Regions from separate parts of the Gossypium hirsutum genome. Here region 1 is linked to region 2. Evidence: chromatin contacts called from public Hi-C data. All regions are on one chromosome and are shown on one strand. Each heading gives the region's core, a stretch centred on a gene start, on an enhancer-like site or on the middle of the called end of the contact. The rest is flanking DNA. Distances are from core to core; before and after follow the strand shown. Region 1 holds the start of LOC107887374 (NAC transcription factor 29-like). Region 2 has its middle 15 kb from the start of LOC121225762.

Region 1 (4,598 bases), core at 1,899-4,398, 100 kb before region 2:
ATTCTGACTCGATTGCTTGACGTTATATGTTAGCAAGCATGAGTAGTGTGTTGCAAAAGCAACACGAGAATTTTCGTACTGCGAAGGAGATCATAACAAATTTGGAGGATTTGCTCGGAGGCCAAGTCGCATTAGCTCGACAATTGCATTGGCCCTATAAGGCTCCCTTAGAGGTCACACCTCGGGGATTAAATTGGACGTATCAATATTAAAGTCTTAATTTAGAATTGTAACTACTGCTAGATTTGAAAAGGTAGTAAATTTGAAAGAATTTATTTCTCGGATGATGTGGATTATAGCTGAAGTATTTATTTTTGTAATTTGACAGTGTCAAATTATAAATAAATCCGTTTAGAGTTTTTGTTAAATTATTCGGGTTATGGCATTTGGTACCAGACCCGATGATTAAGTCGGGTATAGAGTATTACAAAAATACCTAACCATTGAAGACAAATAGTGGCGGAGCCACGTTGATGCTTATGGGGTCAATTGACCCCACAAAAAATTAAAAAATAAATATTATTTGTAATATTTTTTACAATTTCTTATATATTTAATGTATTAATTCACATAAAAATTTAAAAAGGATCCCACAAAAAATTGAAAAAGGCCCACAATTTTTTAAAAAAAGAGTTATTTTATAAAATAAATGATTTAATATAAAAATAAACATCTCTCTCTGAGCTACTAAAACCCAACAATTTCTTTTATTTTCTTCCCATATTCATCACTTTTTTCTCTATTTTTTTATTCTCTTAGTCTCTAGAATTTTTACAAGATAATTTTTCAATCTTTCAATACTTTCATGTTGCTCTTCAAATTTGGTAACAACTCATCTTTTTCTTTTCATGTTTTATTGATTAATATCTAAAAAATTAATATTGTGACTTTCTTATGATAGATTAAATTTTTTATGCAAGATTTAGTTTTTTTTTATTATTTATTGAATGATTTTGAGATTATTTATTTTATATGAGACTCCTAACATCATGAATGTATAATAGTTTTTGGAAGATGATTAATACAAATCCTTAAAGAAATTAGGATTGATTAATACAAACCCTTGAAGTAGCGTTTGGAAACTAGGTTTTCAGAATTTAGATTTAAAAAATAATGTAAATTGACTAGCAAACTATTTAGAAATGTAACATTCATAATCATTTCTCATAAACATAGATTTGCTAGAGGTCTATTTATTAAGACAAATCCACGTTTTTATATTTTTCTAATATATATTGGATTAATTTTCAACTAATTTGACTATAATATATGCATCTTATTCTTACTATTTATATAATAATTAAAATCTAAATCCAAGTTCTCGAACGGAGCATAAAAAAATTAGGATTGATTAAAAAATTAGTATTTTTTATTTATTTAGAATGTATTGTTGCTATTATAATTATTGTAAATTTTGTATTTGAAAATCCGGTATGTTGTATTCTCATGACACTAAAAAGTATTTAAGTGATGTTTATTTTTATGAAAAAAATTACTAGTGATATGTTGACTTCATGAAAAATTTTATATATTGAAGGCTTAAATAAATTTGTTCTAAATGTTTAACATAAATAGAAAAATATTTTTAAAAAATCTACTAAAATTATGCATTAATTTATATAAATTTTTTTATTTGTTTAAAAGTTTTGACCTCCAATCTAAAATTCCTAGTTACTGAAGATAAGGGGAGAGGTAGATGACACACTTGGTCGTATGTTTTTCAAAGAATAATTTAGATAAGATGAAGATGTTGAATAATATAGTTAGTTGGTTGGATGTGTTTTAAAAATAAAAAATAAAAAGAATGGAGGAGGGTCTAATCCCCTAAGTAGCATGCTCAAAACACAGTGCTTGGGGGATCCAGCCCTCCCTGCTATTTTGAGAAATGATATAAAATGGGATATTCGTTAAAAGAAACCCTGAATTTTGAATATTCGTATTGCTAAATAAGGAATGATTCGGGCTTTTTAGAAAATGTTGTAATACTTGCGGTATCTTCTCCATACTTGCTATAAAACAAAATGTGGGATTTTTTTCTCATATTCTTCCATTTTTAATGAGTCGGGCTTTTTAGCAAAATGTTGTAATACTTGCGGTATCTTCTCCTACTTGTTGTAAAACAAAATGTCGGATTTTCTCTCATATTCTTCCATTTTTCTCTTTCACTGTTAGTGAGTAAAAATATCATGAGTGCTGGTTTGCTAGGAATTGAATCCTTTTTTATGTACAACTCAATCATGTCGAATAAATCGTAATAATTAAGGAATATACCTCAAAACTCTAAAAGTCTGTTTAATGAAGGTCAACTTGCCACGTGGTGTTTCTATCTTTGAAATTCTTACGTATAAAATAGAAATTGATAATTAGTATATATTTATATGTAAAGGATTAGCACGAAATAAGGGGTCATTTAGTGAGGTGGCTAAGATAAGAACCACAATCTTCTTCTTATTTTACTTGTTCCCATCCCTTGGTCTACCTTTCTTTCCTTTAAAAAATTTATACCATACTTATCCTACTCTACCACTTTTCCCACTACTACGTGTCGCTCTTTTAACTCCTTTCCATACCACCTTTGCATGACTCATTCCCCAATTGTTTTTATATTCACTCTCCTCACTCCACTATAAAATCAAATTAAATTAATCCATTTATTTAATAAATTAGTATACTATTATAAATAAATAAAAAACATTTTCTTTGCAGTTAAACATTTTAGAGTTTGCGTTAGTTATATAAAAAAAAAGTGATAAATTATTGGATATATACAAAGTGCAAGTATCTCATTGGATAATTATCCCAAAGGAAATACAAGACTTTTCGTTATTTGATTGGGTAAGGTAGAAAGAAGGCAGGCAGGCAGAAGAGCGCGTAATGAAGGAATTGTGTAGATAGAGCGGCACGTGTTGTCCACGTTCTCACCGGTTGTGGCAGTTGATCTTCTTACGATGTTTAAATTCCTTCAAAGTCAAGGCATCACCCAATCACACTCCATTTTCCCGCACAATAATACGACAAGAATACTGCAACCATAAAAGGCGTAGCCCTCTCCTTGCAAACATTTCAAACACCCTTCTTTTCCTATGCCCCTCTTCACCCTTAAACCATCTTTCTTTTCAAATCCCCTTTTTCTTCTTTTTGAATAGAATGGAAACAAAAACCAGCTCTGACCTTCCTCCAGGTTTCAGATTCCACCCTACAGATGAAGAATTGATCACCTTCTACCTTAAAAACCAGGCCAAATCAAAGCCATGCCCTGTTTCAATTATCCCAGAAGTTGATATCTACAAATTTGATCCATGGCAATTGCCTGGTTAGTCTATTTATAAATTTATTTTCCCTTATTTTATTATGCTATGCTGCTGAGTACTGACTATACTGTTTTTATTTTTTATTTTTTATTTCTGCATATGATGTTGAAGATAAAGCAGAGTTTGGTGAAAAGGAATGGTACTTCTTTAGCCCTCGAGATAGGAAGTACCCGAATGGGGTTCGACCGAATAGGGCGACGGTGTCAGGGTATTGGAAGGCTACGGGCACGGACAAAGCCATTTATAGTGGTTCCAAATATGTTGGAGTGAAGAAAGCTCTTGTGTTCTACAAGGGCAAGCCACCAAAGGGACTCAAGACTGACTGGATTATGCATGAATATCGGTTAAATGATTCACGTAAACAAATCACCAAGCAAAATGGATCCATGAGAGTAAGTTTGTCTTCTTTTTGGTCATTAATAATATTTCCAAGTATTGTTGTGATGATAGAAGTAAACTGAGTGGAAACAGGGCTTGTTTTACAATTTCAGCTGGATGATTGGGTCCTCTGCAGAATCTACAAGAAGAAGAACCCAGGGGGAAGAGGTTTGGATCAACAAGTGGAAGAATCAAATGCCCCAATTCACATGACACAGTGTTCCAATGATGCTAGTGAAACCCAACAAATGTTGAAATTCCCAAGGACAAATAGTTCGATTCCTCAACTACTGGAATTGGATTACATGGGTCCAATTTCCCAACTTTTGGGTGAAAATACATACAATTCCAGCTTTGACTATTTCCCTAACACCATAGACAGTAATACCACAGGTGACCATGTTGAGAAACTTCAGCTACAAGAAATACCTTACCAATACACTGATTCAGGGAAGCTTCAAGTGAATGAGAGTGGGTTCTTAAACCAGCAAGTATATATGAATCCCATGCTGTATCAATTTCAGTAATAGATCTCCACTGAACTGTTTTCACCTTGACAAAATTTTGGATTGGTCTATTCACAAGAAAAAAGAAATGTGTGTGTAAAAACTGTTAGCTGATAGATTAGATATTTTAAAATGATGAATTTTGTAATATGATTTGCTTGAAATTTGCAAAAAGACAAAAACGATGATGATCAAATTGAAAGCCAATTCTATTTTTATTAAATGGATATTGATTGATTATGATCAAAACAATAAACAGTCTTACAAATCAGATGATTATGGCTACATGTTTTATTTTTAATACAACCCATTCCTTTAACCTAACTCTGTTCGTACGAATCCCTGGGTTATTTGCTTTCTATTATAGACTGAAATAAGGCTTCACCAACAGAACAAACAAAAC
Region 2 (4,615 bases), core at 1,174-3,673:
TCGAAGAAAAAACTGTTTGGACTTAAGTTTGCATATTCGTGACATTCAAAATTATTTCATCAAAAAAAATTGAACTGCTAAAGAAATGGAAAATGAGAGTTTTCAATTGGTACAAATAGTGCAAATAGAGAGAACATACAAGAGTATTTTTTAATAACTTAATAACTTAAATAAAAAATTTTAAATAATTTAGTGATTATTTTATAACTTTTTGAAGTTAATTGACCAAAGCGTAAACTTACTAATAAATTAGTGACCTTGGATGTAGTTTACCCTAAAATAAAATTTGTAATAAATTCAAATTTTGTTGAAGTATGCAACATATTTCTTGGTTGGGTTAGATTAATTTCATCATTGAATCATATAGATGTGAAAATATATAAACAGATATGATGAGGAAGATAAATAATTAGTTGGGTGATTAGTGATTTATAGTCACAAGAGGGATACTGTAATTAAACTAGAGATCGATCCACTGCTGAAAATTATTAGCCATTTAAAGCAGACAAAAGAAGATTTTGTTCTTTTGTTAGGTAGAAGACAAAGAAGATCAAATTTATTTACTATTTTACTAAAAAGAAAAAAAAGTTGTTCTTCCATGTAATCAGCTTAGGCCGGATGCATAATTTTTGCACTGTGGTTAAAACATTGATTTATTAAGCATCTTTGTTGTATACTTAGCCAAGTTGCCAACAACTTTGGATACCTATAAATAATTAACTAAAATCCCAATCTATGAATTTGTACCTAATGAGTACAAGCATTATATCAGATTATCAAAAACACAAAGAAATGAGATTCCAATAAAAAAAGAAAAAAAAAAAAGTAATTTTGATATAAAATTTAAATTAAGATTAGTCATGTCAAATTATTAAGAATAAAAAATTAAAATAATACTCAATGCGAAAATATACTTGAATTCATTGAAATGTTATGATTTTGATCTTCTAAATTAACACAAAGAAAGTAGCTTTTGTTTTTTCTTTTAAGATATCAGAAAAGATAGTATTTATAATTTAAAAATCATAACTCTAATATATAATATTTACATATTAACTTTAATTTTTAATGAATCTATCTAAAAATTAGTTAATAGAATATCTATCTATACATACTTTATTTATTAACTGAAGTCTAATAAGCTGTAACTAAATATTTTTATGATAATAAATAATTATTGTTTGTGATGTTGATAGTAATGCTGAGTTTTGTTTAAGTTTAAATGTGGGTGGCTCTCGCAAATTCCTCCTCCTATCTATGACTTGGTTTTTCTACGAGGGAAAAATTTAAAATATTAAAAGTAGCTGCGTGCGTTTGTTTCCTTTAACGTGGGATGTTAGTGGCTTATTGATTGGTTGCCAACAAAAGCAAAAATCCTCGACCTTTTCACACCATTCATCAATGTAATTTTTTAAAAGAAACCAACAGAGTAAAAATAGAATGCCGTGGAAAAGCTTTGGTGTCGGCAGCCACATTCTCCAAAATTAATCCACAATTCATCCAACCCTCCTCATTCAACTTTAAATTCCCTCAACAACCCATCTTTTTATACTAAAACTTTTATTTTTTATTTAAAAAATTTAGTAAATTAATCTGTATAAATTAAATTAAAGATTAAATTGATACTCCCATTAAAAATTCTATTAATTATATTGTTAAGTAAGATCCTACTAAAAAAAAGGAAATAATATCTGCTTTGGTTCTCTACTTTGATTGCTTGAATTAGTCCTTTCACATTAAAATTTTCATTCATTTTACCTGTTAAAAATTTTATTTGTTTTGCTTGAATTAGTCCCTTCATATCAATATGAGTTACTCACTCTTAAGTTACTCCATCAGTTATATTAATATTTAATAATAGAAATAAATAAAAAAATTTAATAAAATAATCATTTTACTCTTTAATCTAACACATAAAATAAATTACTAATATCTTTTTAATAATGGGAACAAAATATAATACAAGATATACAAGAGTTCCATTTTACTTTTAACCATGGATATAATCTTTGAAACCCTGTAAAAGTTAAAGACAAACCAGAAGGTTGTGTTTGGGTCGTTAGAAATGGTTTTAGAGCAGTTGGTAAGGTACGCTCCAAAATTGTGTCTTTAAAGAATGCATAGGTAGTTAGGGCCAGGGGTAGCTTGGTTAGAAGAGTAGTGGAGAGATTTGGCAAGGGAGCATATCTAGTCCAAAAGATTCAAACTATCACTCTTTTCCAGGCAAAGACTCCATCGATCACGGGCATGGCATGGGATGCCATGAATCCACGCCTTGCCCAAGCGAGTGGCTCCTCCAATAACATGGGATTCTATGGTTTAGCTTTTTAACTAGTATTTCTGCAACACACATTTGTGGTGTGGTCAGCAATAACAGACAGCAGCATGACTCCGCAGCTAACTTTTTTTCGAAAAGAAATAATAATATATTGTTGGGAGATTGAGGTTCACGCTCCTGACCGCAAAGTGCATCAGATATTGGGGAGTGGTTCTTGTCTGACTCATTACAGGTCTTTTGCATGGCGGGATTACCTTTTTCTCCATTAAACAATTCTTAAAACCTTATTCTCTGTCCCAAAATGAATTCCAATTAATTGAGTGAAAATGACAGCACTAACACTAACACTTAAATCTTATTTAATATCTGTTGCTCTTGCTCACTCTTTAATTTGAATATTTTGTTTTAAAGGTGTAAAAATGAAGCTAAATTGAGACTTGGGATAATTCGCTTTAGGGTCTCCTTGGATAGATGATATATTTATTTATGATTAATATAAAATAATAATGATAATAAAATTAAATATTTAATGATATTATAGAGTGGAATAAAAAAATAATTAAATACATTGCACTAAAAATAAACAGACTAACACTATTAGAGCCGATTTTAAATACAACATGGACTTAATTGCAATAAAGAAAACAAATACATGTTTTCAACCATGGGGTAATTCATAATTTGAAAAATATTACCAATGATCTCAAAAGGGTTACTATTAGTTAGGTTGTTGAGTCAAATCAGAATAGAAAAAAAAATTGGCATGATTATTTCACTTGACTTTTAGTTGCAGTTGCAGAGAATCAAAATCCTGAATTTGGGCGGTAGACTGAACAGGATTGGGTTTCCCAACCAAAAGGTGAAAATGAAATGGGCAAGCAAACAGGTAAAAGAACAAATAAAAATCAGGTATGGGTGGAGTGAATTAATAAAGATTAAACGTTGGTGATTAATTTTTTTAGGATAAATGTATTTTAGGCGCATTTGATAGTTAATTACTTATAGACTTTATTTTCTATAAATGTCAAATTTAGGATAATTTTGCATTTTAAGTTCTTTTGACAGTGAAAATATAGTTATTTTTTATAGTTAATTACTAATTGGTTTTTTTTAGTGAAAAAAACCAAACAATTACATCAAAGTACTAAGTAAATAACTGAAATTAGTTGTATCAACATTCAAAGCATCTATCACCTTTGGAGACACCTCATCGAACACCTGAATACCTTCCTTCCAGGCAGAAGACATTTTGGCTAAAAAATCCGTATTTTTATTATCTTTTTTAGGACCATGTTATACACGTCATTTCCCAAAACCATGTAAAACTTGAGAACTTCTTGCCTTAGGTTGAATTTGAGCCAATCAAATTCTGATCTTAAATGGCTATAATCACCTCTAAGCTATCAGTGTGTATCACCACTCTTTTCAAACCTTGCTTCTGACATGGAACCGAACCATTCAAAATCCTCCATAATTATGCATCAAACACTGAACATTCCCTCAAATAATAGTTATATCTAAGGATCTATTCTTTATTTTGATCTTTCAACACTCCCCTTACAAAAGAAAGTCTTACTCCGTGCTTAACCGCCCAATCAAAATGTAAGAAACACAACTCTTCAAAATGGATAAATTGAGACCAATTTCATGCTTCCTGATGGAAGTCCTCTTATTGGCCAAAACATATTATTTTGCCCAACTAACGGAGGTTTTAACAATCTCAAAAACATTCCAATTCGAACCTTGAAAAATAAAAAAAAATGTTTTTTAAATACGCCAAACAATTAACCTAATAGATATGTCCAACTAACACTCATACTTAGCATCCGTACATGATTATTTAAATTAAATCCCAACCATTAGAATAAATCCATGGAAAAGATATTACACTGTTTATTTGTAGGCACCATCTGTGTCCAAACCTCAGTCTCTAATCATATAAAAAAAATGTCCTCTGATTCATTATGACAAAACGACCAAGAACAATCATGACCAATACCCCTCCTAACTCTTGATATACAACTTTTCTTAAAGTAAATTGTGAAATTTAAGATTAATATCACAACTAGTGCTATGATTTCATTCTTGATAGATTCTGAATGGAGAATTTCCTTTTCTATATCATTTTAATGCACTAATTTTTAGTAACTTAAAATATTTTTATTCTTATATTCAATCATAACTTCTTTCTTATGGAAATTAAAAAATCAGCAATTACTATAAAATGATATTATTTATGCTTTTATCTCTAAAGTCAACTATTCATAAATATTGAATTTTCTTCATTTGTTTTTCATGTGCTTGCTGAAGCAACTTGGCTCATAGCTCTTATACTCG

What was found. A called contact is a pair of places that touch in the nucleus more often than the background predicts.
Region 1: a Hi-C map of leaf shows a contact between it and region 2, with 3 times the contacts expected there. The contact joins the promoter of LOC107887374 here to the enhancer-like site in region 2. A contact is called at or near these places in 16 of 34 Hi-C or Micro-C datasets (anther, callus, fibers and 3 more).

What each region holds. Positions count from the first base shown.
Region 1 is chrA03:67,148,827-67,153,424 of Gossypium_hirsutum_v2.1, reverse strand. It overlaps LOC107887374 (NAC transcription factor 29-like), which reads left to right and starts at 3,148. Exons shown (of 3, transcript NM_001326739.1): 1 at 3,148-3,313; 2 at 3,423-3,703; 3 at 3,803-4,216. The coding sequence starts at 3,148. The coding sequence ends at 4,216.
Region 2 is chrA03:67,045,974-67,050,588 of Gossypium_hirsutum_v2.1, reverse strand. No RefSeq gene overlaps it. Among protein-coding and RNA genes, the nearest start is that of LOC121225762, 15 kb to the left of the region's middle. Within about 2 kb of position 2,423, at least 4 of the 9 cell types and tissues checked have an H3K27ac peak or open chromatin away from gene starts, as enhancers often do. A contact at or near this core is called in fibers, hypocotyl and leaf, where this site is marked.